2 separate regions of the Mus musculus genome follow, and region 1 is linked to region 2. The links are chromatin contacts, called in public capture Hi-C maps. All regions are on one chromosome and are shown on one strand. Each heading gives the region's core, a stretch centred on a gene start, on an enhancer-like site or on the middle of the called end of the contact. The rest is flanking DNA. Distances are from core to core; before and after follow the strand shown. Region 1 holds the start of Eef1a2 (eukaryotic translation elongation factor 1 alpha 2). Region 2 holds the start of Rbbp8nl (RBBP8 N-terminal like).

Region 1 (6,953 bases), core at 494-2,993, 870 kb after region 2:
CTCCTTCTCAAACTTCTCGATGGTCCGCTTGTCGATGCCACCACACTTGTAGATGAGGTGGCCTGTCGTGGTGGACTTGCCTGAGTCCACGTGGCCAATGACCACAATGTTGATGTGTGTCTTCTCCTTGCCCATTCTGCCTGGGTGAGGGAGGGGCTGGCACTGTGGGGGCTCTGGTTTGGGGTTGAGGGTATATGCTGGGCAGGAACTCTGTGGAGTCAGGGACGAGGGAAACAAGTGATTAAGGGGCCCAAAGAGAGTCCAGCAGAGGTACCCGCGCCATTCTTGTATTGTTTGGGAGCTTGCCCTGACCCAGTCTTCTCCTGAGCCAGAATAGGGAAGAACGACACCCCCCCCCAACCCTGTCCTAACCCCATTCAGCCACATTTCATTCATAAGCCACCTGTTTCTCTACCCTATACCTTAGCCCAAATGCTCCGTTAGTGTGTAAGTGTTTGGGAAGGTGATTTGGAGGCAAATTCCTTAGGGAAGGGTTAATCAGGTCTGGACATCACAGAGCAGCAGACTGAGTGAAGCTCTGGAGCAGCCAGGAGCCCTGTGATGAGTCACTGTGCCCAGCTCTAGGGTGCATTGTCCTTCCTGTCCTCGATGCCACCCCCCCCTTCACACACACACACACACACACACACACACACCAGGGAGGGACACTGCCCTACCCCCATCTGCTGCCACCATGAAGAGAAGGCCAGCACTCCTCAGCCCCTCCACGGGCAAGGGCGCCATCTTCCTCCCTCTGCCCACAGGCTGGCAGAGGAGACAGCTGGATGGTACCCAGGCATAGGCCCAGAATAGCTCAGGCCCTCCCCACAGGCAAGGGGCAGCCATGAGGGCCGAGAGGTGAATGTCCTGTTCTAGCCAGAGAAATAAAAATCCCACCTGGCCCAGCTCAGCAAGTGCCCTCAGAGATGCCCTGACCCTCTCCCCTACTATCCAGTCCAGGTCCTGTGTCTCAGTACCCGCGCATCTCAGAGGTCAACCGAGAAGCTCAGGCCTGTTGGGGTGGGGGGTGCATCCGAGGGTGGGAGCCACATAGGACGCGATAGGGGTCCTCAGATTTCACCACCTCCCCCGCCCTACTCTGACAAATCACGGACATCCCCAGGGCCCCAAACCACCGCGCCAGCACTTTCACCGACCAGCCTGTCAAGCCCAGCAGAGCCCAGACAAGCCCCAAGGTCAAGGTGACAGCATGATGGCAGGTTTCAGGAGAAGGCCCCCCTCCACTGTCACAATTGCCTAAGGGACTCACTACCCGACTGCCACGGGGACCCACCATGCCCAGTCTAGAGACAGCCTCCCTCCACCCCCAGCCCAGGGGTGCAGCCCAGCTAGGTGCCGCATATTCCCCTCTTCCCCGGGCTGGGTTCCCAGAGAAGCGAACCCTGATTGAAAACCTAAGCAAGGGTCTCAGACCGGGATGTGCGTCCTTACCCAGAGCCGAGGACTCAGTCAGAAGGACTGGTGGCGCCGGCGCCGGCGGTTTTATCTCTCCAGGAGGGGGTCCACCTATTGACGGTGCCGGCGCAATGCACTGCGCCCCTGCAGTACGGCAATGCGGTACCGGAGGGGGGAGGCGGGCGCCGAGCGGCTGGCAGATGGGATGCGAAAGATGCGTGGACGCAGGGGCCGCGCACCCACGGACGCGGGCCGGCGTAATGAGGATCCGAGAGGACGCAGCTGCAATGATGCACCGGAGCGAGGGAGAGAACCAGTGAGCGAGAACGCAGACCAGGAGAGAAAAACAGGCAAAAGGGCGGTGCAGCGCGCAGAGGTGGGGGCAGGGAAACAGAGCCAGGAAAGGAGGGGCAGGGATGGAGAGAAGCGAAAGAAACAGTAGAGAGAACTGGGGTAGCAGAGACAGTGGTTGCTGGAGAGCAGGGGGGAAAAAAAAGGTACATCCAACATAAAGATGTCCCCAGGAAGGTGGAACACAATAGGGAACCAGCAAGTAGACTAGGAGAGAAGAGGCCCAAGCCCAGGTCAAGATCCCTGCAAGCCTTGATGTGGGCATCCATTGCTGGCCCTGCTCATGGTTGAGTCCCGGTGAACATGAAGCTCAGTTTCCAGAGGTTTTCCACGATCCCCACCACCCCTAGCACAAGTGCTTACTCACATGGACCCTACATGACAGGCCCTTGAGGCAATCAGCCAGTCCAGCCCGCAGCCCAACCTTCTTATGAAGCCCTGGAAAGAGGTTTTTGTCTACCTATTCCCTTAGGTGTAGGGAATTTACAAAGCCCGTTCTCAGATGGTCTTAGCTAAGGTCACCAAGAACATCCAAACAGGGTTCAGATCCCCACTCTCCTTCAGGCTCCATTGGTAGGAAGCAGGGAGCCCTTGAGATTTCTAGAAAGATTAGGATATCCCAAATAGACCTTAAGGGGGTTGTGGCCACCGTGTATCACCAGGGGCTTCTTCAGAGGTGCCTATCTTGTCATTTGACCCAGACATTCCCGTTTTCCAATACTGCCACCTGTCCTAACCCAACCAGTCTTTGTGGTTGCAAGTAGGAAGCAAAGGTTCCTTGAGTATTTATGCTGACTGACAGCAGGCCTGTGCCTATTCCTTCTACCCTGGTGTAGAGTAGATCTAGACATAGAAGGCCCAGGTCAGGGCCCAGCACCTCCTACTGAGAGCGCCTGTTAGGGGACCCTGGAGATGGGTGCCCAATTAGGGCAGCTATCAAGTATGAAGAGAGAGTAAGGTGAAGCCTAATGAGGGTCTGTCTAGCAGAGGGCAGCCAGAGGCTAGGCAGGGCTCTCAGATGACTTGGCACTTTTGAAGACTGCTGAGACCGTCAACTGGGAGCCAGGAATTAAAAATAAACGCCTGGCAAGACATTAGCATTTACTCCACCCACTTGTCCAACTCATCTCTCCCTGAATGCCTTCCTTCTTGCATGGAGATGACTGGGCCTGGTTTCGAAATCAGGAGGTAGAGTGGGCTCAATAATGAGGTCCAAAACCCAGCATCTTTGTGAATAGCTATTAGTCCTTAGCTTTGGAGTCGCCTCCTCTGTCTATCTGGGCAGCAGTGAGCCAGCAAGGCCCAAGGCCAGGAGCTTACCCATCTAGAGGACTGACCCCTAATGACCAGAGGTCATGTCCTGCCTGAAACACCTATACATTGACCTACAGGAGGCAGGTCAAAAGTACCTCCCTGTCATTAGGACATACTTTGCCTCCACTGCAAATCCCTGAAGCCTTTGTTGGTATGAGAGACCCTGGGAATAGGCAGAAAACAGATTTTTAAGAGGTTAACAGTGTTGAGCAACAACATACTCAGCCAACATGATAGGGGGCCTTGAGGCCAGCTGTTCCAAGGAGCCACTAAGCCAGCAGCACTGAGCAATGGCCAGGCACTCAATAGCGCCAGCAACGGGGCAGCTATTGCTTCAATCTGCATGTATCTCCCAAGTTGGGACTGAATCTCCAGGAAGTAGTGCTGGTATGGGGCTTTCTATGGGACATTTAGGTCCTGAGGGCCCCAGCCTGATCCTACCATAAAAAGTGCCTATGGATGGTTCTCCTGCCTTCCACTGTAGAGCCTAGTTGAGCACCTTGCCAGAATTTTGGGTTTCTATCCTCTTCAATTGCATGCTTAGCAGCACTTAAGCAATAAAGTCTGCAATACTGAAAAACATCAGGTTCTATAAGTAGGGCTCAGGGACCCCAAAACCTATGAGGAAACTGGGCAAAACTAAGCTCAGCACCTGAGACCACACCAGTGGGTAGCTCAAGGCATTAGAACTAAGACAGTGTAACTTCCAGACAGAAGCCTGCGTTTCACCTGTGGCCACAACCTCTGCTACTACTCATGTTCCTTCAGTAGCCCTGGTCACGGTGGCCCTGGGAAGCTGCCAGAGGTGGGGCAGGGCAAGCAAGGAGAGGCTACAGGAAACCAGGATTCTTCCTACTGGCAGCATGGAGGACAGGGTTCAGGTTCTACACCTCCTCAGCCTCTCCAGGAACCCCCACCTGCCGTCTTTAAGCTGTTTAGGGAGATATAGCACCACCCCCTTTGACTGGTGGGGGTTTCACAAACGTTGGAAATGAAGATCCAGCTAAAATTAACCGTTATCAAGCTGCCAGCCCTGCAAATAAACCCGCTTCCCATTGGCTGGCGGTGATGTCACTGTCAGGTTAATAATAGCTGCAGTGCCCAGCTAACCACCTGTGCGGGTGCCTTCTGTGAGCTATGGTCAGGACAGCCTCCTGTAGTCAATATCCAACAGATGTATGTCACTGGGATCAAGTGGCTTTTAAAGGGTCTTAGAGACAGGATCAGGGTCACGCTTGGGACATCTTCTAGTCTGAGAGTTTCCAGGAAATCTCCACCCCGATTTGGACTGCTAGATGCATTCTGGTCTCAGAGCACAGTCCTTGGCCTTAGAGCCTTTTACCAGCCATCTACCTGAGCCTGAGTCCTAGGAAGCCTCCCTGGAGATCAGCTTCCAGGAAGATACCAGGAGACTGAGTGTGCTCCTGAGGCAGCAAGCAATAAACTGTCTGTGATGAGGGGAGTTCTGGGGCCTCTCCTTGACAACAATTAGTGCCTTCCTGACAGGAAAACCCCTGATTTCAGGCTAGCCAAGACCCCAAATACACTATCTCCCAAAGCATGAGGTCTGTGTGTCTAAGGCATCCCCAGTCTGTCAGGGAGCCCACAGCCACAGGGAGCTGTTGCCATGGTGAGCGGCAGCTCACCAGGCAGGAGGCTCCTCCCTCCTTCTCTAGGGAGCCCAGCCCTACAACATCCAATGAGGGAAGAGCTGTTCATCTCTGAAGACCAGTAAGAGTCTGACAGGCACTGTGGGACACGAGTAACTTTCCATACTCTGCAGGCTGAGAGGTCACACAGCAGACCAACTGCTGGGGTCAAAGCAGGGTGCTGCCTGCAGTAACACCCAGAAACAAAGGGGAAGACCAGGGGTCTTCAGTCACAGTGCAGGGAATGGCCAACCTTAGGAGTAACCACACTGGTCCAAGAGAAGCCCTGGGAGGCCAGCATCCCATCCATCACCAAGAGCCATACCTGGGGGCAAAGGGACACAGAAGGGTTGCAACATGGAGAAGGTGCAGTCCTTTTTAAAAAAAGATTTATTTTAAAGTATGTGTATTGGAGCCTGTCGATGCATGTGTACAAATGAGACAGATATTTGTAAATTACCCCATGTTGTTGTTGGAAGTATTCCTCCAAAAGAGGTACATGTTCCTAACTGCTGAGCCATCTCTCTAGTCCCACGCAGATCCTTTTAAACGTAGGTGAACATACATGGGGATTGCACGGGGAGGACCATATGTTTTGAGCTTCCAGAGAACTCACCCTTGGGAGCAGCACCCAGATCACTCCCTTGCGCCCCTCTGGGTAATAGACACACCTCAATGGCCAACACCGTGAGGACTCCTGACACAGACTCATTTGGGGTTGGTTTTTTTTTTGTTTTGTTTTGTTTTTAAGATTTATTTATTTATTTATTTATTTGTTTATTTATTTATTTATTATATGTAAGTACACTGTAGCTGTCTTCAGACACTCCAGAAGAGGGAGACAGATCTCGTTATGGATGGTTGTGAGCCACCATGTGGTTGCTGGGATTTGAACTCCAGACCTTTGCTCTTACCCACTGAGCCATCTCACCAGCCCCTTGGGGCTGTTTTTAAACAACACACACTGGAGCCTCCAACCTGCATCCTCTGTCTGGCTTCCTTCCCTGCTCCACCACCAGCTTCCTGTTGCCATAATAGACACCTGACATGAGCTACTTATAAAATATCCTCTGCCTGCAGCTTTGGAGTTCCGTGGTGAACTGGCACCATACCAAGTCAGCACACTGTGGCAGGAATACGCCAAAGAATCAAATTTCTCACCTCGTATCCAGGAAGAAAAAAGAGAGAGGCTTGGGTCCTGCAATTCTCCTCAAAAGCACACTCCATTAGTCCTAAAGACCTTCTTAAAGGCCTTTGCTCTAAAGAAACCACTCTCTCCCAACAGTCCCACCCTAGGGACCAAGCCTTCACAAACACATGAACCTTTGAAGGTATTCACAATCTACACTACAATGTACATTATCAGGGCTGTGAGATTCAGCCACACTGGATTTCATTTATTTTTGTGGCTGAACACTGTTCCACAGTTTTAACCTGCTACCAGCAAGGCTGCCATAAACAGCTGCACATGTATCTTGTATGAGACTTCTGAAACAGAGGGTCAAAGATTTTGGCATACTGTCTCCTGACTCTAAACTCAAGCCCTGTGATGGTGGACAGGATGTGTGTCAATATCCCCATTGGACCCAGGCAGAATGCATTCTCCAAGCAACAGTGACCAGTCACGCAGCCTCTGGCAGCCCTTGATGACTGACTTCTCTTAATGCGGCACCACCCTCGTTCCTCATATATCTGGTTTCTCTTCTCTGTACATAGAGCTTTGGGAAGTGACTCTGGGTTCTATGCTGGCCCTTGTTCAATCGACATTCAGCTAACAGACTTACACAGACTGCTTTCCAAGATGGCAGTGCCACCCATGTGACTCCTCCTGACTGCCACTCAGCATTCAGCCTCCATCTTCTCCTAAGGCCTCCAAAAGGAGGCTGAACCTGTGCTGAATCTAGAGCAGGCAGTACTCTAAATTCAAATCCTTCCTCAAGTAAATAGATAAACTAACAAACAAGGAGGCTCAGCCATACTGGCTGGATCCCCTGTTGCTCAATACTGACTATTTTCTAGAATTTTCTCTCTATTCAGCCACGTGGTAGTTTCAGCCTGGGTAAAGTTTCCAATGATTTCACACCTTTGATATTTCCCTGTCTTAGGTTACAGGACTCTGAGACTGGAACGTGAATGCAACTGGTACCTCAAGGCTCTGTTTTGTAATGCACATGACAGATGTTCCTACTGGATGGGAGGAAACCAGGAAGGCACCTACATTAC
Region 2 (7,284 bases), core at 4,609-7,108:
AGCTCAAATCCTATTAACCCTAGCTTGAATCCCCAAGTGCACCCAGTAGGCATTTTTTTTTTTCTGTTGCTTCTGGAACATTCCCCATAACACTAGCTGTGTGATCTATAGGCTTTCAGAGCAAGTCCCACGAGACCCTTCTCTCATTGACACAGTTCTTTGGGAGCCAGTGAGGCTGACCCCAACCAGGGTAGGTCCAGGGATTCTGAGGAAGACTTCTTCTCTGAGGCTTGGGGGAGTGTCTTGCTTCTTTGACCTTCATGTGGCCCTTTCCAAAGGCCACCAAGGTCTGAACTGTAATCGCAGTGAAGTGGGTCAAGGGAACTCTGACCAGTGAGGAACTTATCAGGGGCTGGAGGGAAGGAGGAGGTCTCTGTTCAGGATCAAAGACACTTTATATGGCCTTAGGACCCTCTAGAGTGAGCGACCTCTCCCTCTGGGTTATGAGCTATTAGGCTAGACCTGCCAGCCTTCTGACAGGACACAGCAGGGACATGCTTGGGGGCTGGATGTAGCTTGTGGTCATGAGGTGTTGCTAGTGACCCCTCAACATGCCCCTCTCCTGATCCACACCATAGGGCATGGTCTAAAGATATTCTGGGTAAGGGGGTCTAGGCTGGGCATCCGAATGCTTTGCAGCTTGTGTTCTCCAGTCAAGGTTCTGTTCTCCAGACAGACTCCCTGTGCTTTAGAGAGGATACTTGGAAGTTCCCTGACAGGCTAAGACCCCCAAGACCACTTTCCTATGAGCACAATGTTCACTCACCCAGGACCTCTTTCTCATGGGCTTCCTTCAGCCTGTTCAGCGACTCCATGAAGCTATCCATGACTCCTTGTACGATGGCCACACTGCACTGGCTGTGAGGAGGCCTGGGACCTCTACTGCCCTTCTGTGTCCAGCCTGCAGAGAGGGGAGTGGGAAGAGGGTTGGTTTAGGTAGGGGCTATAGTCTGGAAGGTATGTAAACTTTACACACGTGGGGCACATCTGCTCCCTGTGAGGGGCTGTTGGGGGGAGAGGCAGAGAGTGAACGGATAAAGGCTGGGGATGAAATGATTAATACTAGAATATGCATGGGGTCAGAGAATTGGGTATAAGCCTTGGCTTCTGGAGGCTGGGCTAGGGGTGGGGAAAAGAGACAGTTGGGGATCCTGAAGTATAATGAATTCCACTTCACACAGTGGCTCCCGTGGCCACAGGAACTCACTGAGCAAAGACAGCTACACCTATGGAACGAGGAGAGAAACCAGGAAGGAGATGAGCTCCCAGACTGGTTTTACAGACTCACCTGGCGTTCAATTGCCCCATAGCTGGCTACAGTGGTAGAGGTGACAGTTGGTGGCTCTGTGTTTGGTGGGTGAGCAATGTGGGAATGAAGAATTGGGAGACTAACCACCCCAAGGCTGAGGGCCCCAGTCTTAGCTTACGGGACTCTAGTTGCCTTTTTCTCTCTTGATTTCAATACAGTTATCACTTTCAACAGAACCATCTAATTCTCAAAACATCTCAAGGGATTTCTCTCCTAGTGGGAGATCTAAGGTTCAAAGAGATTCCATCTCCATCTTTTTCACTGGGGGTCGGGGGAAGTAGATTTGAATTCAGACCTTGCTCATTCACCCGGTGTGAGCCTGGGATGTTTTCCATTGGGCCTGTATGCTCAGCTGTGTAGGCTCTACCTTGCTAAAGGCCCAGAGGGTGAAACCAGCTGGCTGGGACAAACAGGGCTAGGAAGGGGCTGAGCCGAGACACCTGTAATTCCACCCAGACTTGCCCAACGGGTGGCTCTTCCCAGGCTCCTAGCACCTGCTCTATGGACTGAAGCAACTCTTGCAAGGGATCCTGAGGTGCCTGTAGGCTTGGGAGATACCTATTTGGGATCTGGGTCCATATGCTGCCTTCATTGTGCATTGCGGCCCATCTTTAAGCACACGGCTTGGCTGTGACTCTCAAGGTCCCGAGGGCAATCTTGCATTTTCTGCTGTTCACTGGCTTAGTTCCCTCAGATGTAGATGGTGCATGCATCCTACCCAGGGACCCATGGCCACGACAAGACCAAGCAAGATTGTCCTGTTGCATATTGGGTAACAGTGCTGTAAACCGACAGCAGATACATATGACTCAGATGAAGTAGACCCTACCATGCCTGGGTCTAGCTCCCACCAGTCTGGAGTGTTGGGGGTTTAGGCAGCGAAAGGAAATGGAGGCTCTGTGAGTCTAGGCTAGAGATGGTGACCAGCAGCTTGGGAATGAAGGGAACTCTGCAGGTGAGTGTGGGTCCTTTTAGAAGCCAAGGCTGTATTTTGCATCCAGGTGTAAGGAGCTATGAAGGGGACCAAGCCTACAAGAGTAAGTCTTGGTGCCACCTTAAATCCAGAAGGGTGATACCCAGGAGAGTGTGAGGGTTTGGACCTGTGAGGTGATGGGAGTGAGCTGAGACCTCAGGGTCCTCAAGAGGGCAAGGGGACCCCTCACTCTCGACATCCAGGCTGGAAGGTCTGTGAGGCACCGCATTCTCAGGAAGGAGGGGCTGAGGGACAAGGCTGCTGGATCGGCCTCTGCTCCATTTGTTGCTGCTCCTTGGGCAGTTGAGGAGGCAAGTACAAAGTTGGGAGCAGCTGCCACCTACACAGACCTTCAGGCCTACTGTTGCCTCCCTTTGTCTGTGAGGAGTCAAAGCTGCCGAGAGGAAGGAGGCTGGATGTGAGGTATGGCTTCTGTGTGGACAGGTGGAGTGCTCCTCAGACCAACTCAGTGCAGTTCCCGGGAACCAAATAGAGCATGCCCCTGAGTTGAGCGCCTCCCCTGTCAGAGCCTAGGAGAGAGAGCGCAGCAAGGAAGCCTGAGGGACAGCAGAAGCCTTCTGTCACAGTCCTCACAGGGAAGACACACAGTAAGCTCTACCTGCTTCCCAGGAAGCCTACTTGAACCTCAGGTTCCCTCCCGTTCCTGCCCCTCCCAGTCCCTCACTTGCTCCAAGGATCCTTACACATCTCAAGGGCCCCTATTTGCAACTCGGGGTCCCCATCTACCTCCTAGGCCACCCATGTGCTTCGTGAGGCCTCCAGTACTGCAAGGGCCCTTACTTTCCTCTCAGGAGCCCTACCTGAACCTCAGATCCCCCCACACCTGTTCAATGGGGCCCCTATCTGTTCTGTAGAGCTCCCACCTGATTCTCAGGGTCCCCACCTGCTCCTCAGTCTCACCTGCCTCCAAGAGAGCCCACCTGAACCTCAGACCCTTCACCTGCCCCCCACAGCTCCCCTTGAGTGGCCTCTGAGAAGAGGCAGGGATTTTCCAGTCAGTCAGCAGGTCAGCAGGCTGAGGTCCCCGAGGAGAGCTCCTACCTCAGCCCCGAGTGCTGGCCTGGGCTTTGAATAGGCTTCTTGTCCTTCTTAGTCTTGGGTCAGTTGCTTTACCCCCTGAGCCCATGTTTCCTCATCTGGGGGTAATGACGCACCCTGTCCTATACTGAGTTTTCTGTGAGACTGACTCTCACTAGTATTAAATGGTCCAGGCAGAAGGCAGGTGGCACAAACTCTGTGTGTGACAGAGGGAACCCTGAACCTCTTATCTCCCTCACGTATAGACCCCTGGCAGCTAACAGTGCCCTCCCTCATTATGACCAACCGGAATCTCACAAACAAAAAGACCTTTTTTGGGAAGTCAGATCCATTCCCGAGTTTAGAGAAGAGGCCTGTCATCAACAGTGGTCACAAAGTGCTTACTAGTCCATGGGTCTTGGTGACCATTCCCAGGGAAGGTGCCATCCATTCCTTATAGATAAAGACTCATGGTCCCATCTGTGGCTCCCAGTAAGACTAGTGTCATTTGGCCCAGTGGCAAAGCCCAAGTGTTAGGTCAGTGGCCATATCTGGGTGTTGTTCTCTGGGGCAGCTGGAGCCCTGGACTCCTCCTGTTGACTGGCCATGTCACTGGTGGGTAATGGCAGCTGACTTCATTCCCTCTCAGGAGTGCTAAGTCAGAGGAGGCCAATGACAGCCACCCTGTCTGATTGTCCTTAATGCCTAGCCCCCTGTCTTTTATCAGGCCCTCAAGGGACGAGGACTCTCAGCAGACCTGGTTTTGTGTCTTTAAGGATGGTCTGATGGTCTGGTCTATTCATCTAGACCAGATGTGGCCTACGTAGCCACAAAAGTCAGCATTGACCACAGCGGTGGTAACAGCAGCAGTTGCTGTTGCACATTGTACCTCTGTACCTATATTTCACTAGGGATTTTCTGGCTCAGGCAAGCTAACATCGTCCCAGCGTTTAGCCAAGGAAGCCAAGCTGTTACTTGGCCTACCTTGGCAGGGCCAAGCAACACCACCAGAACGTGGTTGGAGCCCATTTGACCTTGGAGGATGTACTGAGCATCTCATGCTATGGAATCAGCCTGCAGGCATGGGGCAGACCAGAGGCAAGAAGGCAGAAGCTGGATTTGAACCAACCAGAGTCTAGCTGGTCCATCTCATCTCATTCTCTGTGTGGGATGCTGCTGTGACGGACAAAGCATCCCACAGTGGTTTCAGACAAGCTACTTGTCTGGTTGTGCCTTGGTTTTCCCATTCATAAATCTGGTAGTGGTGACTGGGGAGGCAGAAGGAGCCTGGTATGTAGCGGGAGCTTCCATGTGTGCTCCAGAGAGGGCTGGGCAGGGAACACAGTGCTTCTAACCCATGTGTTCCCACATCTCATCATGGTCACCCATAGAAGCTCCTATTTGATAGAGACTTGAGATCAGAAATGTTATATATCTACAATCACCAGCTCACACGAGATATGGCCTAGACACAAAAAGACCTCCTAGCAACCGCTTTGGTCAGTCGGGTGGTGGGCTTTATCGAGAGACGCTTTCTTGGTGGCTTTGGATCTCTCTGATACATAGGCCCCGATAGACAGGCAGCCACCACAGACAGAACAACGCTTTCAGTTTGAGAAACCCACATCTGAGTCCATGCCCAAAGTAAACGCCTTTGCACAAGTTCAGCCCATCCCCCCGCCACGCACACCCCTTGCACGGGGTTAAGGATGGCTGTGTACACACAGGCAGGTGGGCACGAACATTTGCACGCCCCATGCTTGTGCGCACACTGCCTACCAGGGCACAAGTAAAAAAATAAGGCAGCTTAGGTAACAGGTCAGGTAACAGAGGGCCCTGCAACCTGACTCCCGCCTTCCAGGCCTGGGGGCGGGGGACGGAATAGGCTAGTGATTGATCTTACTGTCTCCCAATGCCTGCTGAAGTACTTAGAGCCACTGCCTCAATCTTAGGGCCTGACAATGTCCCCAGGCATGCTCTGAGCTATGGGTGGCTGGACCTGGCTTTGTGCTCCTTTCTTTTCCGTGGCTGCAAAGTCTCTGGACCCACAAGGAAGGGGACAGTGAGTGATCCAAGACACAGTGCTGGCCACCAGCCTATTTCTAGGTCCTGGAACCCCTTGCAGAGATGGGGGCCACAGTGTCATACCTGGCTTTGCTTTTGCTGCACCCAAATTGCTGCCCAGGAAATCCTTGAGTCTTCCTCCTCCTTGCTTGGTCCCCAGGACCAGGCATCAGGTAGTCCTCCATACCACACACAGTGAAGGCAGGCCAGCCTGCCTGTCCCTGCCTCCCGCCTCCCAGGCTTTCTGCTTCCTGTCTCCGGCCTCCTGCTATGAAGCCTGAGCTGGGTCTCTAGCCCCCTTGGTGAGCACCCCAACGACTCCAGTCCACCCGGCTCCTGGAAGGGCCCTGTCTGCTGTAATCGTGTACTCACATGGCCACTTGGCCAGCCTTGGACCTCCAGGGGCCTCGGTCCTCAGTGATCCCCACCCGGGAGAGATAGGAGCGAGCAGTATGAACTTGCAAGACAGAATTTTGACCAAACCCGCCTGACAGGTTTCCGATTCTCCCAGCCGGGAGCTGCAAGGAGGCAGGGACTGACTAAAGCCGCCAGACTGGTCTGGCCATCTCTGGGAGAGTGGAAGAACCGGCTGGCCATGTGCATAGAGCTGAATTGTTTCTCCCTAATCCGAGCCGCCTGGGTGCCTCAGCTTGACCATCTCCGCAGCATCCTGTGTGACTCTGGACAGGAGTACTGGCCAGCCCAGAGCACAGGCAGGCTGTGTGGGCCTTTATGAAGGAAGGGGAGATGCTGTTGGCCTTGCCACTCGGGAGTCAGATGTTTAGAGGACCCTTATGCTATCTACATCCAGCTTGCCTTGGGTTGACCTTGAGCAGGTGAAGTTTTCCTGTCTAACCTTTATATTTTTAGTCTGCGGCCAGAATGACATTGGATAGATAGAGTTCAATAGTCCTGACTTTGTGGATTAAACAAACAAAACAAAACAAAACAAAACAAAACAAAACAAAACAAAACAAAACACCCAGGGTGTGAGCCTCTGGAGACTACTATTTAGAGACATCACTGGGTCTGGGGCTCTGCAGTACCCATTGTGGCCTTCCTGAGACAGACAGCTGGCTTCTGCTCATTGGTAGAGGTGGTTAGGGGCTAAGCCTCAGGTTGTGGGTATCACAGTGGATGGGCATCTCTGGATTTCAGGATGACCCTGATGAGTAGAACCATGGCGTGACACATAGGGCAGGGGCTGGCTTGGACAGTGACATTGTGGCTGCACTCCTGCAGGAAACAGAGTCCTCTGAGGCTATGGATGCCCTGCCCCCTTCTCTCTCTCGCTCACGTGCCTTTCAACATCTCTTACTCCAGCTTGCCTGACTCTGCCCAGAAGCAAGCAGGCTCCCTCGCTCACACACGGAGCCACAGAAGGTAGGTAATGAGGGTCTGTAGAGCAACCACGTTGACTAGGAGAGGAGGAAGTCTTGGGTCTTGAAGGATAGAAGACTTCCTGCTGCTGGCAGCTGGCCCTGAGCTTAGGGTGAGAATGGATGGTCTTAGGTAAGGATGACTGTCTAGGCTCCAGGAAGAGGAAGATTTTAGGCTATAGAGCACTAGAGACACATTGCATATTCTTTACCTTCTGTCTGGACCTTTGTGAGAGGTGTCTGCCTGCTCAGCACGTGTGTATCTGTTCGTTGCATGGGCTCCACAGGAGGGAGAGGGCATGTTCCCTGTGGGCTCAGCCTGAGAGAAAGGGGACTTGTGTGCAAGTAGACAGAGGCTTTGCCTGTTTTTGGCTAATGTCTGAAGTGCACCCCCCCCTCCCCCAATATGTTGACTTCTTAACACCGAGGCTGTAGTACTTGGGGACTTGGGTGGCAATCGGGACATAAAGGACAGAGCCCCATGAATAGCACCAGTGCTCTTACAGAGAGCAGAGAGCTCT

What was found. Capture Hi-C pulls out chosen DNA fragments and counts their contacts.
Region 1: a capture Hi-C map of embryonic stem cells shows a contact between it and region 2, with 2.8 times the contacts expected there. The contact joins the promoter of Eef1a2 here to the promoter of Rbbp8nl in region 2. A contact is called at or near these places in 1 of 39 promoter capture datasets (pre-B cells) and 1 of 9 other capture datasets (embryonic stem cells).

What each region holds. Positions count from the first base shown.
Region 1 is chr2:181,155,272-181,162,224 of GRCm38.p6, forward strand. It overlaps Eef1a2 (eukaryotic translation elongation factor 1 alpha 2), which reads right to left and starts at 1,744. Exons shown (of 8, transcript NM_007906.3): 1 at 1,453-1,744; 2 at 1-210. The coding sequence starts at 135.
Region 2 is chr2:180,284,021-180,291,304 of GRCm38.p6, forward strand. It overlaps Rbbp8nl (RBBP8 N-terminal like), which reads right to left and starts at 5,859. Exons shown (of 13, transcript NM_173031.3): 1 at 5,757-5,859; 2 at 767-901. The coding sequence starts at 827. Gm29943 (a long non-coding RNA gene) reads left to right here and starts at 6,675. Exons shown (of 3, transcript XR_867153.1): 1 at 6,675-6,767.